2 separate regions of the Mustela erminea genome follow, and region 1 is linked to region 2. Evidence: chromatin contacts called from public Hi-C data. All regions are on one chromosome and are shown on one strand. The core of a region is the stretch at or near the end of the contact, and the rest is flanking DNA. Distances in the headings are between cores, read along the strand shown. Region 1 holds the start of NGDN (neuroguidin). Region 2 holds the start of HOMEZ (homeobox and leucine zipper protein Homez).

Region 1 (2,893 bases), core at 64-2,563, 140 kb before region 2:
TTAAAGATTTTATTTATTTAGAGAGACAGAGAGAGGGAATACAAGCAGGGGGAGTGGGTGGGGAGAAGCAGGCTTCCCTCTGAGCAGAGAGCCTGATGTGGGGCTCGATCCCAGGATGTTGGGATTATGACCTGAGCCAAATGCAGACGCTTAGCGACTGAGCCACCCAGTTTCCCCTCTTCAAATATGTCTTACCTTCTCTGTAGGATAGGCTCTAGCTTGAACTTTTTTTGTCAGAGCTTGTATTTGTGCAGTTACAGCCATCACCTGAAATCAGTTCAAATAAAACAGCTGAGGAGAATACACCTAAGTCATCTCTGTGACCTATGAAGGGCATAAACTAAACAATGACGCCTAAAAATCATCAGCAACATTACCTGAAATGTAGCACTACTTTCTTTTCAGTTCTGGGAAAGTATAGCAGAGATGGTTTTTGATACTTCATCAAAAAGTGCAAAAAACTTTCCACCTTTTCTTAAAGCTACAGAAACCATCGTACCAAACCATGGGGGAAGGGATGGGAACTGGGCCAGTGGTGGGGGGAAGGGTGCTGTACCTTTATCGGTACTGGATGAACTTTCAACCAGTACACCTAGGTACCCTAAGGGCAAATCATACCACTTTTCCCAGCACTAGTTTCCTTAGCTATATAATAGAAAAGAAAATCATTCAGACGACTTCTTTTTGGAGTTTTCTGTATTGCTTTGGATGCAGAAATTACTTTAAATTCTAGTCTGAAAAGGTTTTCATTAAGTCACTTGGCTCTCAAAGTATTTGCTATCATTCAATACATGCCTTCAAACGACCACAGTTTGGAGGTGAAGCACACAAAACCAAAGCCAATTTTTCACTAACCCGTCCCAAAGGGGTGGTATGACTCACCTGCTCCTGAAGGTTCTTCAAAAGTGTGACAGCACCTGGCAGGTCTGACTCCAGCACCACCTGTGAGAGGGAGAGAGAAAATAAAAGCCCTTCTTTCCTCGGGATTATGAGAAGATTTGGAGGGGTGGAAAACACTCTCCTTCAGACACCCCATTCTTCCGACTTTCCCACTCCAGTACACATGCAGACTTGCTTCAAAGCCGGCCAATCCTCCACATTTCTAAGAGAAGCGGTAGCTTCACCTCCGTCACCCTACTCCTCCTCTCGCCCCGCTGTGCCAAGCAGGCTGCTTCCTTTCATCACTCCCTTCCTTCGCGCCAATAACTTGCCCAGGGCAGCTGAGGGTGTAGGAAAATCCCACAATAGCAACGCGAGGAAGCAAACTCACTGGACTACCCGGCGCCGCCATCTTCACAAAGCCTGCCTCTTCCGGGGCGGTACTTTCTGAGCTAACATTGGGCGATAGACTTGATAGACAACAGCCGCTTGGAAATCTAAGCCAATAGGAATAGTGATATCTCACTTCCGCCCCGAACAGGATGTGCGGGATTGGAGCCACATCCAGCCAATAGAATGGAAGAACTGACTATCTTCGTCAGATTTAGGGTGCGATCTAATGACGTAAAAATGCTCGTGGAAATGGACGCGTGATTAGCCGATTGTATAGAATTTTTGGAGCTAAACCAATATAAAACTAGCCAAGTGACTGATAGACAATTAGAAAGGCCCAATGGCAAAAAGACGTTTGCAGAGCCGACTGAGAACGTATTGGCTTCCCGGATGCCGCCGTACCCAGTCTTTTTCATTACTCTGCCTTGCGTGGCCACAACTGACCGCTAGGTGGCAGTCCTCGGCTTCTCTCTGGGGTGGCTGGGTTACGGATCCGCGGTAGCATGCCGCTGCTCCAATGCAGGTCGCGCGAGATTCCTCACAGACCGCGCGAGATCCTTCACAGACCGCAAGGGCCCTGGATCGACTTTGTGTCAGTAGACTTGTGTGACACTGGAGAGGTCACTCGGTCTCTGAGCCTTGGCCAGAGAAGCCCCGAGGTAGATTACAAACGGACGCCCAGGACATCCACTCTCACCTCCTCGTGGTGTGCGGAGGAGACCCTGTGCCACTCCCATGTGCCACTCCCAACACTCCTCACCCCTACCCGTTTGGGGACGTGAAAGTGCGTTTTACAAAGGAGGAAGCCAGTTAAGATTTATGTGACATGCCCCTATCACACAGGTCCACAGCAGAACTTGGTCCAAATCCAGCTTGTTTCATTCTCTTCTCCATATTTCAAAATACGTCAATTCACTCCTGCTTCTCACAGGCTGGTAAAGTGAATTGAGTCTGTATTAATTTCTTCTATCCCCTGCCTTAGGATGTAAACCCTGCAGAGGCTGATAATGGTCTTGAATTTGTCCTGCCAAGGGCGAGCTGATCTCTGACTAAGAAATGAGATCTCCTGACTTGGAACTGTCTTCTGGAATTAAGGAAGGAATAACCCGCATATCTCAGCCAGGGTGGGAAGATACTGGTTTCTAAATTTTTTGTGGGACTCGGGAAGAATGGTTATGAGTTGTATCCAGTCCCTATGCCTCTTAACGTTGGTTTGCTGCTTCAGGCCCATGTGGAAGCTCAGAGTGCCTTGATAACCTATTCATTCTATTAATAATTTTTGTACAACGTGTCAGGATTTGTATTATGAAAAGTTGCCTTTATATATATATATATATATATGAATATTTGTCAGAGACCGCAAGCAAGAGCACAAGCAAGGAGAGCAGCGGGCAGAGGGAAAGCAGACTCCCTGCTGAGCGGAAAGGATGTGGGCCTTGATCCCAGACCATTGGGATCATGACCTGACCTGAAGGCAGACACTTAACCATCTGAGCCACCCAGGCATCCTGAAAAGTTGCCATTTCAACATAAATCTTCATACTTGTCCTGTTAGGTCACAAATAAGATTTTTTTTTCCTTGAAATTTGAAATTAATCTGTTCATATGCATTATGATGTCA
Region 2 (3,043 bases), core at 303-2,802:
GGCACTAGGTTCTCGCAGACATTGACTGGCTTTCCAGCCAGATTAATCATGATTTCTTCCCAATCAACCCAGTCTTGTTATTTGTTTGGATTATGAGAGAACAACTCCACTGAAAACTGAGGGCTGCTGCTGCCTAAAATATTTCACTTTTTCTTTAATCGTATACAAATTATTGGGGCATGGTAATAGTCATGATTTAAGACAAAGTCTGTTATGTACTACGAGCCCTAGCTTAAACCCTGAGGGATCAGAAGTTTCCAACTCTAAAGCTGAGTATATATATCTTCCCTTGGTTTACACCTATGTTTTGCTGATGTTTTTGCTGGATACTAGTTTGAATATTGTAGGGCTGGCTCTTAGGAGGTTGAAATTTTTACTGAATGTAATGGGGCTGGGAGGAGGGCAGGTGAAAATATAGGCATAATTAACATGAGGCTCAGTGCTGAAGTTGAAAACCATTTCTGATGTCTGACAATCATGAAAGTGCTCTAGACCTTAAATTGGAGCAATAAAGAATCCATAGCAGGCATTGGTTTGGTGGCTAGTATATGGGAGGGGTGATGTCTGTGGGATACAGAACAAAGTCTGAAATTGTTTCATAAATTATTGTAGTTGTGTATACTATTAAGTGACCTAAAGGCAAAAAGAGGCTTTTTCAAAGATTAGCATATAAGAACAAAAGAATCACTTCAGAAAGTACTGTGTCCAAGTTTTTGTTTAAAGACCGAGAATCCTAAATATACAAGCTTTGGCCCAAATTCCAAATATATTAACTTTTGTCCACAACTTTTGTGACTACTCTGGTGAAAAGTCCCATTTTGTTGCCATCTTTTTCTTGACAGCGAAAATCAAGGTCCTCAAATCTATGAGGCAGGTCCTCCTCACTGGGACAGAGAGGTGGGCCTAGGGGTCGGATTGTCTGGGGGGGGGTCCCCAAACAGGTGCCTACTTCCGGCACTCAGTCCGTGGGAACACCTGTGCAGCGTTCTGAAGGGGCCGGGCTGCTGGGATCCTCGTCTTTCAGGCTGCAAGACATTTGATCCATCTGGAGAACAAGTTCCCGGTTGCTCTGGGCGCTTCGTTTACAGCGACGCTGCTGACTGCCCTCGGCTGGGCAGGCGCGGCTCCGCTCTGGTTCTACTCGCGTGTAAGGCTGACAAGGGGATGCTGAAAAAAGTCTTCCTTCAGGAGGAACAAATGGGGAGTAGTTGCAAGTTAGTCTTGGACAACTGAACAAACTCCTGTGAATTCCTTGGGGCAATTCCGGGAGGACCAGGGCTCAGCGTACTCCGAAGGTCCCGCGCGGAAAGGTCGAAAGCGGGGGGAGGGGGAGGAGGGGGGGAGAGGAGGTACCATTCACAGCACCCTGGCCCTGGGGGACATCTTCCCTGACCCAAGCAGCCAATAGCCACCCCGGCTGAGGCCCTCCCAGCCAATAACCGACTTCAGCCGAGACTCACGCAGCCAATGGCCGGCCCAGTGCGTTCCGCCGGTGCCTGCCTGCCTACTTCCACCAATCGGGACACGGGCCACCTTGGCACCGCCCCTGGAGCTCGCCCCACCCATTCGCCCCGCCTCCAACTCGTTCGACCAGGGTTGGGCTATACGGGCGCGCTCTCGGGGACAGGGGGGGCAGTCCCGGTCCCGGCCCTCCGCGCGGGTGGGCTTGGAGCAGGCCGCACCGGGCGGGAACCCCACTCCCACCCCGGAGGCCCCCTGCCCTTTCTCCCCCTTTCCCCCCGGCCCATGGTGCGAGGCTGGGAGCCGCCGCCCGGGCCGGACCGTGGTGAGTGATCCCCAGCCCCTTCGACTACCCCTCCCAGCCCCTGTACGATCTCCGACCTCCGGAGCCCCATCCCCGCGCTGTGGAGGGGGGGTGGTGGTTGGAGAATTCTAGGCTCGAAGTCGCCCAGTTCTCTCTCCTTTCTCCTCTGGACTTTTCGGTTCCCTGTTGTAACTGGGGGAGGGTGAGTGGGTGTGTAGGGAGGAGGGGAAGGCTGGGTTGGGACGTCCCCCCCGCGAGGGGAGGATTGAGATTCGGCTGCTCCCTGGGGCTCATCGCCCCAAGTGCAGCAACTTTTTGTTCTCTGACCCAGTTTGGAGCCTTATAGACTGCCTGCGAAATGGAGGATAGGAGAAACGTTTCTTTCCCAGGCCTCTCCTCCTCCCCCCACGACTACCTCCTGGCGACCTCAACACACGTACAGAAACCTGGTCTTACTTCTGGGAAGCGATGGTATTTGGGAATGAAAGGTTTGGGAGAAACTGCGCCTTCTGACCCCCTACCCAACCATACTCAGAAAACAAACCAAAAAAGTGAGAACCCGAGTTCTCAGAGGTTCCTGGTTTTGTGTCCTAATCTGAGACTTCTAAACTGAAAGACTCAAGCTGAGACCTGTTTGGTAATGTGGGCCCAGATCAGGAGATCTTTTATCGTATGAACCTCCTCACCATACATTTGAAGCCCTTTTATATTATATGAGTAGGACAGGTAAATTGCAATGATTGAAAAAACAAGCCAGTTAAACTTGGGAATTTTTTAAATGATGCATACATCTCTTAAGCATTGTCATTAAAAGTATGTTCATTGCACCAATCTTCTGGGGTAGTGTCCAGGCGTTTTCTTTTGTGTAAGTCTGCTGATTGGAGTTCCCAGTTGTCTTTCCATATAAACTACACAAGCGAATTTCAAATCTGGCTGCACCCTGAGAACTTTTTAAAGTACTGATGCCTGGGCCCGAGTCCAGACTAATTTAAGTCAAAATACGAAGGAGGGTTCCCTGGTTTAAATTTCCCAGGTAATTCTAATGTGCCACTGCCTCTGATGTATGATTTCAAGGGTTTTTTTGTTTTGTTTTATTTACTTTTAAAAAGATTTTATTTATTTGACAGAGATCATGAGTAGGCAGAGAGGCAGGCAGAGAGAGAGGGGGAAGCAGGCTTCCTGTTGAGCAGAGAGCCTGATGTGCAGCTCGATCCTGGGATCATGACCTGAGCTGAAGGCAAAGGCTTTAACGCACTGAGCCACCCAGGCGCCCCGGTT

The links. Hi-C and Micro-C count contacts between places; a contact is called where the count stands out from the background.
Region 1: a Hi-C map of skeletal muscle shows a contact between it and region 2, with 10 times the contacts expected there. The contact joins the promoter of NGDN here to the promoter of HOMEZ in region 2. A contact is called at or near these places in 2 of 3 Hi-C or Micro-C datasets (skeletal muscle and spleen).

What each region holds. Positions count from the first base shown.
Region 1 is chr5:75,111,077-75,113,969 of mMusErm1.Pri, reverse strand. NGDN (neuroguidin) reads right to left here and starts at 1,313. Exons shown (of 11, transcript XM_032343859.1): 1 at 1,271-1,313; 2 at 883-942; 3 at 196-267. The coding sequence starts at 1,291.
Region 2 is chr5:74,967,820-74,970,862 of mMusErm1.Pri, reverse strand. HOMEZ (homeobox and leucine zipper protein Homez) reads left to right here and starts at 1,552. Exons shown (of 3, transcript XR_004285850.1): 1 at 1,552-1,786.